2 separate regions of the Mus musculus genome follow, and region 2 is linked to region 1. A link is a contact called in public promoter capture Hi-C data. All regions are on one chromosome and are shown on one strand. Each heading gives the region's core, a stretch centred on a gene start, on an enhancer-like site or on the middle of the called end of the contact. The rest is flanking DNA. Distances are from core to core; before and after follow the strand shown. Region 1 holds the start of Gria3 (glutamate receptor, ionotropic, AMPA3 (alpha 3)). Region 2 holds the start of Thoc2 (THO complex 2).

What was found. Promoter capture Hi-C pulls out the DNA fragments that hold promoters and counts their contacts.
Region 2: a promoter capture Hi-C map of hippocampal neurons shows a contact between it and region 1, with 4 times the contacts expected there. The contact joins the promoter of Thoc2 here to the promoter of Gria3 in region 1. A contact is called at or near these places in 2 of 39 promoter capture datasets (cranial neural crest and hippocampal neurons).

The regions. Positions count from the first base shown.
Region 1 is chrX:41,395,914-41,402,855 of GRCm38.p6, forward strand. Gria3 (glutamate receptor, ionotropic, AMPA3 (alpha 3)) reads left to right here and starts at 5,485. Exons shown (of 16, transcript NM_016886.5): 1 at 5,485-5,742; 2 at 6,888-6,942. The coding sequence starts at 5,652.
Region 2 is chrX:41,907,966-41,915,374 of GRCm38.p6, forward strand. It overlaps Thoc2 (THO complex 2), which reads right to left and starts at 3,936. Exons shown (of 39, transcript NM_001033422.1): 1 at 3,836-3,936. The coding sequence starts at 3,906.

The sequences.
Region 1 (6,942 bases), core at 4,235-6,734:
CTCAATACAGAACTAGTCAGTGAACTATCAAACTGTAACACACCAAACACTAGACTAAAGCCAATTGTCAGGGTCTTCTAATATTTCTAATAACCTAATAATAAAATAATTACTGTTCACATTTGTCAAGGAGCACATCATTAAAACGATACATTTTAGGAATTACTTGTGGCCATTTTCCAGGCACCATATTTTTACCTCAATTGTGTGTCAATCACATGAGTTGTTTAGAAATGGGAGAGTGATCCTACACTAAACCCTGTAAATGGAACACAGACATATAGACATGGACACAGACACACTCACACACACACTTTGGTGACTGATTCTCGAAATGTAGAAAAGAATGTGGCATTCTTTTTTCTGTAGAATTGGATCCTACATAGTCATGGTATTTTGTATGAGCTATTTCAAGATGATGTGACACAGATAGAAAAACAAAGAATGTTCCAGCCATTTTGCCTTCATGTAAGAAATAGAAGAAGAAGAAAGGAGATCTTGGATCAAATTGTTGAACTACTGAGTCATATCAATTGTGAAGCTGGCTGTACCTCTTGGCCTTTCAGGTGTATGAGCCAATGCATCTCTATTATTGGTTATATGAGTTTTAGAAGCGTGTGCTTGCCTGCAGCATGAAGCATCCTAAATGATTATAGGAGATGAAAAGGTCAACTTGTGGTCACTGGCTCCAAGGATGTTTAAAGAAGGTGCTGTAAAAGTGTTTAGTGCAGGGAGGAAAGTGGGAGATGAAAGACATTAAAAGTAAAAGATCACTTCAAAATGTCTGTATCCCAAAACCTACTAAAGATGTCTTCAGGGCAAAATTCAACCTCTAAACGCTTATGCAATGTATAGAAACCAAGCCATTCTGAAAATAATTCGGATACTCCATATTCCCTTGAATACCAATCATTTGGTATGACTTCCTTTTAAGGAAGTGGCTATAATTCCACTTCTGTCACACAGGTAAACTCAATTAGAGGAAGCTCCAGCTTGGCCCATGCCTGCCATTTCATCCAAACAAAGTCTACCCGCACGGCAGAATCTCAACAGTTTCCTGAGAGCTTACATCATAGAAAAGATGAGGTGAAAGAGAAATCAAATAGTAGGTCCAAAATTGTTTACATGTCATATCTAACCCTGTGAAGCTCCAGATGTGGCTGAATCCTCTACTCTTCTGAAGAAAAAAGAAAGAAAGAAAGAAAGAAAGAAAGAAAGAAAGAAAGAAAGAAAGAAAGAAAGAAAGAAAGAAAGAAAGAAAGAGGGAGGGAGGGAGGGAGGGAGGGAGGGAAAGAGAGAGAAAGAAAGAGAGAGAGAGAAAGCAAGAAAGCAAACAAAAAAAAAACCACACCTAGATAAAGAAATTCAAGAACTAGCCATAAAAATTCAGTTGTTTCTAACGTCATGGTTTGACTACCAATTTGGACAGTATTTCTGATCTTGGAACAATCCCAGATCATGGAATTCAAGGACTATATAGCATAACAGCAGAAAGAGAGCTGAAACACCACCCTCTTCCACCTGGTTTTGGAGTGCTTTGGGACTGGATCAACATTAAAAGGGAAACCTTGATTCCCATATGCAAGACCCCTCCTGTGTGCTGTCATGGAACCTAGCCCATACCCTTTACAGATCACTTACCATATTGCCTTGTCATTGCCAGTGAATACATGTGCTCTACACGTGAAATTCATTGCAGGCAAAAAAAAAAATCTTCTCCCTCTCTTCTATCCCTGGTGATTAGCATAGTCTGTCATAAAGCAGGTGGTCAATAAGTGTTGTTGAAGAAATCGAAGTTTCAAGTGAAATGACAAGAAAATTATCCTCCCATCGAGCAGAGGGGAAAAAAATCCTCAATTTTATTACCTTTAAAATGTATAGAAGTAACTCTCCAATGGATCAGGATGGTTCCCGTTCCTATTTTCCTTATTTGTTAGAGATCAAGTTAGCAAGCGTGAAACTTAATGTATAGCTCCCCCACCCCAATCACTATCAGCCAGCATCTCGTTCTGCTTATCTAAATGTACTTAACCCAAGCCTTAGTGAAGTATACATGAAATGAAAAGAAGTATTCTTCACATTTTGATAACAACTGTAATCAACTCTGCTTTGGGGAGGGGGTTCTGTTGTTTTGATCTGGTTTGTTTTTCCTGCTTAATCTGAATCACAGCCAGCTTAAAATTATGTTGCAAATCATAAAACAAGCATGCAATTCTGAATCTAGTGGCAATACTTGTTTACTACAGAAAGACAATTAGATGTGAGTCTTTTCTTGTGGCTAGGAAGCTATTAATATAATCTCCAGCCTTACACTGCAAAAGGAGACACAAAGTTCCAAAGTGGCTCATGGCTCCCTTGAACAGGAGCTTGATATCTAAATATATCACATGTGTACTACAAGCTTTTCAACCAATAACAATATGCATCTACCATTATACCTGACCCTCTTGACTCAAATGAGACTAGACCAATAGCTGCCACTAAAAGCTAAACATTGAAAAGGGAAAGAAAAGGGAACTGGTAATGGGAAATATGAAAAGACAAGAGATGGGCAGCATTGAAGATAGATTTGCCAATGCACAGGCCCTGGAGGCTCCTCTGTCCTCACATCTTTTGTTCCTGACCTATTCACAGTACTCTTCAAGTCAAATGACAGTAGAGGCAGCCACAAATCTCTTCTTGCACCCTTTCTCATGGCTGGCCAAGCATAGATAGGGACCTCACTCATTTCAGGAGTGAAGTGAGGTGTGCTAAAAACCACTAACCATTCCCCAACATGAAATCCATTATTCATCCACCTGAAATCAAAACTGAAACCTACTCTGTGGTGCTATTCCTTTGGGTCATAGCATTCAAAATTTCTATTAAAACACCAACTATGTTATCTGAAAACCTGATAGATAGATAGATAGATAGATAGATAGATAGATAGATAGATACATACATACATACATACATACATACATACATACATACATAGGTAGATACATAGGTAGATAATGGACATGGAGTAACTCAAGGAAGAGGTTTTCTAAAGTGTGGCACTTCGGTATTAAATTGTCACTGCCTGCCATTAAAACATTAATAAAGAATGGCCTACTAGATTCCCTTTTATCTCCAGGGAAGATGTTGGAGAAGAGCCTGAGGTTGTGAGGAAGGATGGTGAGAGAAGGGCAGGTGACAACAGTGGGGCTTTTGAGAACAATTTGCAAGTTGAGAAAAAGAGAAGTGAATTTGGAAATGTAATATGTATTGATTCTTCTGTGAGTCAGTTAATGAATTAGATGCTTTTACACCCATTATTTTATGTAATTCTTACAATAGCCTTACAAAGGAAGAAAAAGTAATGTTCCCATTTTGAAGACAAAAATACTAGGATGTAGACTCCTGAAGTTGACCAAGGTTGCATACTACCTATGTGTGATCAAAGTTAGATTTGAACCTGGACCCATGTCCTGGGTCTATGATCCCCAGTAATACTGAGTCACTCTCCACATTTGTCAAGGGATAGTCAGCCTTCTCTCTTCTAATCTTATTGCTCTAATCTTCCTTCTACTGGAAGAAGGAGTCTCCTCTATATCTCAAGTTTATCCTTCCTTCCAACAATGAACTGTCAAAGATGAGACAGGATTTGCATGAATGATGGAATTAGAGATCAGGCGTGGTCAGAATTGTCAGCAATGTGGGAAGAACTGAGGACTACTTTCCTGGTTGCCACAGAGTTTGGAGGCCATTTATTCTCAGCTCCAGTCTAGGCATTGCTAAAGGCAAAGATCTGGAGTAAGGAGTGCAGGGCCCTGGTCCCTCATTCCTGGCCCCATGTATATTAGTTTGCTTTGCTCTGACATAAAGGCTCATTTTATCCCCTCAGACTAGAAGAAGATAAAAAGAAAAACAGAAGATGTAGAGAGGATAAAAAAAAATGTGTCTTACAGAGATAAGGTGGGAAAGAAAGATGTGACAGGAGAGGAGATACCTTTTTGTCCCAAGAGGGGAATAGGATTCTGGAAAGGCATGTAGGGACAAAAGGATCATACACAAACTGCTGGGAAGGAGGCTACTCCTCACTAAGACCTAGGGTGAACTGTAGGAGTTCCTAGATTCTTTTCTCCTCTTAGCTAGGAGAGAGGCAGGAGAGTTGGGTGAGAGTGGTAATCTCTGAAGTCTGCACTCAGTGTGGGGGAGGGAATAGTTGATCCACCTAAAGTCAACATTAAGGGAGCAAAGCAGCAAGGGGCACTTTCCTCCAACCTTAACTTTCAATCCCCACCCCCATCCCAGCTCACTCCCACACTTCTCTCCTTGGTCTGCAGGACTGAGCGTCCTTTTCATTAACCTTTTAGCTCCCACCTCCATACACATACTATGTTCCTATACCCTCTAAAGCAGTCAGCAGTCACAGCCCCCGCAGCTGGCAAACCTGCCTCAGCACTTGGGTAGGGGGAGGGACACACCTCCCAGTGCTGCGGGGATGGGGGAATGCGGGTGGGGGTTGTTCACTTGCCCTCGGATCTCTCTCTGCTGTAATAGCTGAGCTGAGCGGCAGAGACCAGGCATGCGCAGCATCTTAGGGCGCATTGTGATGGGAACTGCTTTTCTGAGTCTCTTCACAAAGACTCAAGAGTAACCACTAACCACCCCTCAAGACCCTTCATCTTTAAGACGCACATACAGATGTAGAGACACTGCAGACTTTTAAAAACAGGAAACTGGTTGCAGCTTGAAAGTCTGGTCCACGTGAGGATTGGTGTATTTCTGTTGATCCCATCTCCGGTGTTGACATACGCCGGCGCCTAGGCTTTGCAGTCCAGAGCTGCAGTTTGCAGTGGAGCTAAGCGGTGTGCGGCTTTAATTCCACGTCAGATCAACTTTGATCAATATCCCCCTACCGGCCCAATTGGAAGAACCCAATTCACCGGAGCTGAGCCTTTGAGGCTTTTAGCTCTTTTCTTCTTCCCCACTCTTTAGATCCACCATCTTCGAGGGCGGGGGAACCCTTTGGTTTTCTTTATAATTTCTTTCTTATTTCTTTATCTCGTCCCTGTTTTGTTTTGTTTTGTTTTTTTACGATTTTGGTTTTGCTCCGGTTTTAATTCTCTCTGTTTCTGTCTCCCTGTGTCTCTATCTCTGTGCCGGTCTCTGTCTCTGCCTGTCTCTCTGTCTGTTCTCTCTCTCTCTCTCTCTCTCTCTCTCTCTCTCTCTCTCTCTTCCTTTCTCTCTCTCTCTCTCTCTCTCTCTCTCTCTCTCTCTCTCTCTCTCTCTCTCTCTCTCAGAAATCGCTTTGGGGAACCCAGCTTGCAGCCAATGAACCCGCCTTCCAGATTGGTGTGAAGACAGAAGTGAGGTGGGGGGGCGTGGAGGGGGTGTGAGAGAGATCCTGGGAGGGGGGAGAGGAAGAGAGGAGAGAGGAAGAGAGGAGAGGGAGAGAGAGAGGAAGAGAGAAGAGAGAGAGAGAAGAGGAGGAGGCGGCGGCGGAGGAGGATTAGTGTGGGGTGGAAAGGAAGAGTGAGCGAGCGAGAGCAAGTTGAGGGGAGGGGGTGTAAGAGCCGGCGAATTCTTTTTCTTTTTCTATTATTATTTTGACGACTCCCGAGTTGCGCCCATGCTCTTGTCAGCTTCGTTTTAGGCGTAGCACAGCCAGGCAGAAGAAAATGGGGCAAAGCGTGCTCCGGGCGGTCTTCTTTTTAGTCCTGGGGCTTTTGGGTCATTCTCACGGAGGATTCCCCAACACCATCAGCATAGGTAAGCTCCCCAGAGCCAGCCAGAGGGGGCCAGGCTCTTCTGCATTTGAAACCCACTACCCTAGTGGGGCTGGGGGTATCGCAACATGAGTCCCTGTCCTGCATGGTTTGGGGACGGTGTCTAGGGATGGGGGACTGAGCTGAGATATTGGAGACCTGAGCTGCAAAGAACTGACGAGTATGGGGAGCATCCAAGATGAGGGAAGGGGTCTCCCGGGGCTAATGCGGGTGGACGGCCAGGTTTTCTGACCGAGGAGCAAGGGAGTCAAGCTGGAGGTTGGGATGCTGCAAGAGGCTAAGAGTCGCGGCTTTTCAGCTCGCTATTCTGGACTTTGCCAGGGCATGCTTGCAGCCACTGGAAGTTGTCCCAGGGTGATACTGCCTGTCTGGCCGCGCCAGGACGCATAACCTGGGCCCAGGTCGCCCCGTCCCGCGTCTCAGGCTTCAGTGAGACAGGACAGTGTTAGAAGAAAAGGAACCCACTTTGAAACCCCCAGACCAAGGAAGTAGCTGTGTGGATGGAGGATGGGGTGGGAAGTGGGGGTGATACAAGGAGTCGGGCAAGCAGGGAAGTCACGCAGACCAAGCATTCATGAATTGCGGCTGTGTCTGTCTGGAGACCAGCTCCAGTAGCCGGAAGGGAGTTCTCCCCGCCTCTGCCTGTATTTGCAAGTAGAGAAGTTAGAATTGTTGCTTTTACTGAACTGACCCCCTGTATTGTCATAGGGGATGATTGGGACAGCAAGGGGAACGAAATTGTTTTTCTTCCCACCCTATCCCCTGTACCCCAGGAGGGAAAATGAACCAGCTGTGTGGCTAAGGGTGGGGGTGGGGTTGGAGTCAGGGTTCGGGGCCAGACTCAAGCTTAAGAAAGAACCAAGTCCCACTTTTAGCTCCTTCATCCTTCCCCTACAGCAGCCTCCTCTTTCTCCCGTCTTTTTAGTTTCCTCCGTGTACAAAACCCAGGTTTTTCACAGTGGAAAGCAGAGTTTCCAAGTCTTGAAAGACACACAGGTTGAAAAAAATCATTCCTCAGTTGAGCTTCCCAGAAACACTGAGGTAGCCTGGTAGCTCCTGTTTGTTACTTTCTAACTCCTGCTGAAGTAGGGGGGACACAAGCCGAATCTCCATTGCCTTTGCTTCTAGGTGGACTTTTCATGAGAAACACGGTACAGGAGCACAGTGCTTTCCGCTTTGCTGT
Region 2 (7,409 bases), core at 2,686-5,185, 510 kb after region 1:
GTGACAGCAAAATGGACCAGGCATAAAGGAAAATAAAATCAATATATTTACAGATACAACAGGAAATTATTATTTTAAGCATGCCAAAAACCACATTTCTAAGTGTACATATACGTATGTGTAAGTCATGAAAATAGAAAGGTACAATGAGAGAGGAGGAGAGAATTCAAGTGAAAGAAAAGAGTAGATTAAAAATAGGTGGCAATGGTGGCACACGCCTTTAATCCCAGCACTTGGGAGGCAGAGGCAGGCGGATTTCTGAGTTTGAGGCCAACCTGGTCTAGAGTGAGTTCCAGGGCAGCCAGGGCTACACAGAAAATTCCTGTCTCGAAAAACCAAATAAATTAATTAATTAACAAAGAGTAGGTAATGAAGGTCAGCCATGGTGGTGTATGTATGTATGTATGCCTTTAATCCCAGCATTTTCCAGTCTGCTCTACAAAGTGAGTCCCAGGCCAGCCATGGCTACAGAGTCAAAGAAGAGACAAGACAAGAAGAAGAGAAGACAAAAAAAGAGAAAAGACGAAAAGAAAATGGCAGGTCTAGTTAGGAAAAAAGGGCCAGCAAGAAGTGGGCAGAGGAAAGCAGTAGGGAGGAAACCAGCAAACTAAAACTATGACACATGTATGAAAATGCCATAATAAAATGTATTACTCTGTATGCTAATATAATAATTTTGTAAAGGGCTGAAGATATAGTTTCGTAGTAGTAGTTGCTTAATATGTACAAAGCCTCTAGATTCATTCACCAGTAAGGCAAACCTTAGAATATTTCGTTAGATTAAACAGCTTCAGTTTTTTGGTTATTTAGATATGTTTTAGTTGTATAGCTGTGTGTATGTATGTGTTTGGTGTGTGTGTGTGTGTGTGTGTGTGTGTGTGTGTGTGTGTGTACAGGTGCCTGTGAGACCAGAGGTTTTATCCCTTGGAACTAGAGTTACAGGAGACCATAAGCCATCAGATGTGGGTCCTAAGAACTGAAGTAAGTAAAGGTTCCTAACTCCTTACCCCAGACAGCTCTCAAGCCTTGTTTCTTTTGCCTTTTATTGTTTTGTTTCCAACAAAGTTAACTGTGTAGCCTCTGCTGACCTCAAACTCCCGGGACTCCTTCCTTATCCTCCCAAGTGCTAGGATTACAAGTGTGAGACACCACATCAAGCTGTGCCATCCAACTTTAAATTCTCAGCTAATGTAGTGGGACATGCGTAAGATGATAATAAATTCAAGGTCAGTATGAGCTACAAGGTAATTGTCTCAAAAAAAAGATACGTTCTCTCTCTCTCTCTCTCTCTCTCTCTCTCTCTCAGTATGAGCTACAAGGTAATTGTCTCAAAAAAAAGATACGTTCTCTCTCTCTCTCTCTCTCTCTCTCTTTTTTTTTTTTTTTTTTTTTTTTTTTGGTTTTTCAAGACAGGGTTTCTCTGTATAGCCCTGGCTGTCCTGGAACTCACTTTGTAGACCAGGCTGGCCTCGAACTCAGAAATCCCCCTGCCTCTGCCTCCTGGCTTTTTTTTTTTAAGATAAGTTCTCTTACAGAAATTATATTTATATAATCATTAAACTGTCACACTAATTTGAATCTACTGTACTTCAAACCCACAGTCCACAAGCTATACAATAAATACATGAAAATCCTAAGTACAGTTTTTAAGTAGCTCTTTTAACACTAGGTAGCATGGATCATGTAAACACATATAAACTCAAAATCCCACTTTATATTCTTGGCTTCATACACCACTTAGTTTTTCTCCACCTATTGCCAGTCAGAAGTTAGGCAGGGCTCCTCCTCCTATTCTAAAGTGGAAGTAAAAACATTAAACTGTTAAAAAAAAACAAAACAAAACAAAAACAAAAGCAGCTAGGCCTGTGGATGTAGCTCACTGATGGAGCACATGCTACCCTCCATACACACAGTGAAATCCATCCAGAAGAAGGAAGCTGAGAAACCCACAAACACGACAGTTCACAAATGAATCCGCTTTAGATGCTAAATAAGGACGGACTGAACTGTCTGCGGAGGCTCTCCCTCCAATCTGGCCCTGTTCCCTCGAGCTGCTTCCCATCCTGCCTTCTCAGCACTCGACAAACAGGTAGCTGGTTAAACAGCACATAAAAAGTAAACATGAATGCTTCTTTTAGATGTGAGACAGACCTCTGAGTTAACAAAACTCGAAGGAACTCTAAGTATATACTGGAGGACATGTCCTACCAAAAAAAAAAAAAAAAATGAGATGACATCCCCGTTCTCCAAGGGCCTCTCAACTCATTAGCATACAAAAGTAAATATGCAGGATGTCAGAGGCCAACTAATCGCCAAGCAAAGAGCTGTCCCGAGAACTTTAAATTTCTAAAAGCTGGAATAATATTACTTTTAATAGCTATCACTTGCGCACTTACTATAACCCAAGTGCTTTATAGACATTAACTCTTCTCAACAATCCTTCGAGTAGAACGCTTCTTATTCCCAATTTACTCAAGGGGAAACGGCCCCAAATGGTTACGAATTTATCCAAGGTCACTCAGCTGGTTAAGTGGGCTAAGCTAGCCACTTACTCAGACAATCCAATTCTAGGACTCACGCTGTTAACGTTTCACAGAACAGCAAAGGGATGTGGGAGTAAGTCAAGTCACAAGAGCTTGGTGTACCGGGTTTCTTTGAAGTAACAAAGTTTTAAAGATTCCTATCTTCCCGTGAGCAACTGGGAACCTGATACTGGATGAGTGTGGGAGTGTGGAGGGAGACAACTCAAGCAGCTAAAGAGAGTTAATCTCACATAGGATTGACTGCTAAGCTTCCAGAGCGACTCAGAAGAAGAAATTACAACTTTTTTTTTTTTAATCAGTGATTAATTCTGTCAACTTAAACGGGGAGTCGGGGGTGGGGTGGCTACTGGGAGGCGCGAAAGCCGCTACTGTAGGAAATTACCGGTGACGGTACAAAGTAAGTTTATGACTTAAAGGACACAGAGATCATCCTAAAGTACTAGAAAAGCCTCGAGGAGGGCGAGCACTCGCTGCAGTCCCAGGCCAAAATGGAGTTCCCTAAACCTTCTACCAGGAAAAGTTGAATCCCATCCCGAAACCACGGCGAGGTGACACGCCGGCAGGGACTTGGCAAAAAGAAGCGGCAATCCCTGCCACACTTTCCCGAGTACCGCAGGGCCAGGGCAGCGCAAGCTGCCGCTCCCTGAGAAAGCAGAGGTGCCATGCCTGGCTGTCCCCGACGCCCCGGGCTCCTCTGCCACCAGCGGCGAGGAGCAGAGAGTTCGGGACAGTTCGCCCTCCTAAGACTTCGGGCACAGGAGAGGCCGGGAACCAAAGTGCGGGAGTCGTCTTAGATCCCGGGGGGGGGGGGGACAAATAAAAATAAGAAGATAAAACGGGACAGTGAGAGACATGGCAAGTGGCGGACCCACACAGCTCCGGCTGCGAAGCCACGGAGAGAAAAGGAGCCGAGCCCAGCGAGCTGAGTTAAGACGATGAGCCAGACAGACAAAAAAGCGACAGGGCAGGAGCCCAGGGGGACCTGAGGGGACGAGACGGAAGTTCTGCGGAGAGACCTAAAGGAAGCGGGGCTCCCGGGGACCACGGGGCTTTCGGGGAGGTCGGAGGGAAGGCAAGACGCTCAGCGGCGGCGGCGGCGATAGTGGCGGCTCCCGGCTCCGCTCCTCAGCCAAGTGGAAACTCCGGACCAACCAACCATCCTCATCCGCCGCCCGGGTGCGGGTGGGGGAGGGGGCGCCGCTGCCCCCCGGCCCCTGTACCCCACTTCCGACTGCGCCCAGCGCCCCGACCTCAGGGCGGCCCGGCGCCTTCCCTCGGTCAGAAACACTCACAATTCGCCTCTCCCTGATTTCTCCCAGTTCTTTATCCACTCTGCGGGAACCACCACAGCCGCGGCCGCCATCTTCCCCTCGCTAGTAACAGTGGCCCGGATGTGTAGCTCCCGAGCGCGGGGTCAAAGGGGAGCGCCGCCCACGGGGAGTGACGGAAGCTGCGAACTCGGGTTTAGATTTCCCGCCCCACCTACTTCCCCACCAAACGGAAGTCCTGGGCCAGGCCGACAAAGAGGTGGCGGGTGCCACAGCTCTCACCCCTACTTCCCTTTAGAACATATACACATTAAACAAAAAACAAAAACGCCAGGCCGCTGTGGCCTTTATGATCTCCCGTAATCTCTACCCCAAGCCACTAATTCAAACTCGTAATTTTTCAATCACTCGGTCTGTTAGGCATTGGTGGATGCTGGAACTGTAAGCCATGACATGAGCTTCTGGAAAAAAAGGAACATGAGATAAGAAATATCTCAACTAACGACTAAATAGAAAATTAATACGGACAGGGCACACATAATGGACAAAAGCTGGGAACCGCATGCTCCGCCAAATCCTAACTCCTTACTTGAGCTGTCAAACTAGGGAGTATTACTATGCCGAGAAACGATGTTTAAGGTGTTATAATCTCTCTACAAAAAATATTTCTTATTACAAAGAGAAAACGTTACTGTAGGAAAATATGGAAGATATCTCCCTGTGTTGGTGAAAATAAATTCCACCAGGGTTAGAGCTATACCTTCAGTGGTGGCTCACGCCTTTAATCCCAGCACTGGGGAGGCAGAGGCAGGCAGATTTCTGAGTTCCGGGCCAGCTTGGTCTACAGCTTGAGTTCCAGGACAGCCAGGGCTACACAGAGAAACCCTGTCTCGAAAAACCAAAACCAAAAACAAAAAAACAAAAAAACAAAAAAAAAAAAAAAAAAAACCCTGTAGCTGTGGTCTAGAGCACTTGCTTACCTTGAACCAGGCTCTGCTTTGGTACTTCACTACTGGGGGGAAAAAGCTAAATTATCTCAGAAACAGAGCAAGTGAACCAGGCACAGGGTTCCACAGATATAATTCCAACACTTGGGAACCTGAGGCAGGAACATAGCAACTTCCCATTGGCCTGAATGTAATTAATGCAAGGTAGACAAGCAAGTGAAAAGACGGACACCATGGGACTGCCCGTGAAATGCCTGTGAAGTGCTAGAAGAAACACTACTCAAATTTTAAAAATTGTTAATACCCAAATTTTATATATTAATTCAATATTGTAGGGCAGCAGTCATAACCATTATTGAGAGAGAATCTACAAAATTACTACCCTGTACTTTTCAAAGTTGCCAAGCTCTTAGAAGATAGTAATTCTTCCAGATTTTTGAAGACTGGAGGCAGAGGCAGAAGGATCTCTGTGAGTCACAGGCCAGTATTATCTACATAGCAAGCTCCAAGCCTGCCAAATGATTACATACAGACTTTTTTAAAAAGATTAATGGAAACAAGAAATACAAGGGATTTTCTCCCCTCCAAAAATCATATTTTTCTTTTGCTATAAAGGGCATTACTGGCACAATTGACTTCATTGGGGTATCTGTAATTAAATAATAATATTGTATCATGTTACTGAATCCAAATAACTCTACTCAAATCGTCCCAGTGGTAGCAGCAGCACCACTTGCTACCCACCCCGTCCCAAACCCCCAATGTTCTGGGTTCACACACAAGTGAAGCCTCCTATTTTAATATGGCCTTACAGCTCAATGGTTGGGTCACTTCTAAACCTCCACGTGCATAACACACCCCCCTCCAATATTCCTGAGTTCTTACTTATTACAGAAATATGTATACAATTCTGTTTTAAGAAACAAGACTTGGCTGGAGCAATGACTCAGCAGTTACAAGAATTGGTTGCTCTTCCAGAGGACACAGGTTGGATTCCAGCAGCCAAGTGGTGATTTGAAACAATGTGTAACTCCAACCCCAAAGGATCTGATACCCTCTTCTGACCCCTGATGGCAGTGCACATATATTGTATAAGACATACATGCGGATGAAGCATCCATACACACACACACACAGAAATGTTTAAAAAAAAAAAGAAATCTTTTAAAAGAAACAAGACCTCACTCAGGATGATATTTTCTACTTCCATCTATTAATGCTAGAGGGGTGAGGTGGGAGTGGGTGGGTAGGGGAGCACCCTTTTAGAAGCAAAGGAGAGGGGGATGGAGTGGGGGCTTCATGGAAGGGAGACATTTAAAAAACATTTAAAATAATGAAAAAGAAGACTCAGCCTAGCATGGTGGCAGAAGCCTGTAATTCCAGTACTCTGAGGCGAGGCCAGAAGGCTCCTCAAACTGAAGCCATCTTAGGGCTATACATAGCTGGTCTTTGCAACTTTGTGGGTTCTCATTTTTCCCATCCTTTACCACCCCCCTTTCACCCTAACAGTAAATAGGTGTGATGGTTTGTATATCCTTGGACCAGGGAGTGGCACCATCTGGAGGTGTGGCCTTGTTGGAATAGGTGTGACCTGGTTGGAATGGGTGTGCCACTGTGGGTGTGGGTATAAGATCCTCACCCTAGTTGCCTGGAAGTCAGTCTTCCACTAGCAGCCTTTGGATGAAGACATAGAACTCTCAGTTCTGCCTGCGCCATGACAGCCTGGATGCTGCCGTGCTCCCACCTTGATGACAATGGACTGAACCTCTGAACCTGTAAGCTAGCCCCAATTAAATGTTGTTTTTTTATAAGACTTGCCTTGGTCATGGTGTCTGTTCACAGCAGTAAAACCCTAACTAAGACAATAAGGGAGGAAGAAAAAGAAGAAAGACATTACTGAAATCTAATTTCTTCCCTGTAGTTTCTTCTTTGACCAAAGTTACTAGAAAACTGCAACCAACCTCCCCCCCCAAAAAATCTCTCTGAAATAATAACACATTTTTCAACTTATTCTCAAACATGTTTCTTGGAGGGAAGGGGGTTAAAGGGGATTTCAATTTGACTAAGCAAATGTAAAGTCATCACTTTAGGAATGTTAATTGAAGGCATTTAGAAAATATTACCCCTAAGATATGTACTTTTGTTTATTTGTTTGTTTTTGAGACAGGGTTTCTCTGTGTAGCCCTGGCTGTCCTGGAACTCACTCTGTAGACCAGGCTGGCCTTGAACTCAGAAATCTGCCTGCCTCTGCCTCCCAAGTGCTGGGATTAAAGGTGTGCACCACCACTGCCCGGCAAGATATCATACTTTTAATATTCAGGTTACTTCATAATAGCTAGACCATCAATGAGTAGCCTGCCTCGGTCTCCTGAGCACTGGGTTTACAGGCCCTGGGGACTATCCCTGCTTGAGAAATTATAACAGAGAGGAGCCCTCTTTGAATAACCCTGGCTGAAAAAAAAACTGTCAATTGTTCAATTGGCAAGGATCATCTGCATGGAAAACTCATTAACCTAGTAAAGCCAACAACAAAAATACATACCTCTATTATCATAGAAGAAGAAGCTTTAGTCAAACATTTATGTACATGTGTAAACACAGAGGGATACATAGATAGATACATAGATAGATAGATAGATAGATAGATAGAT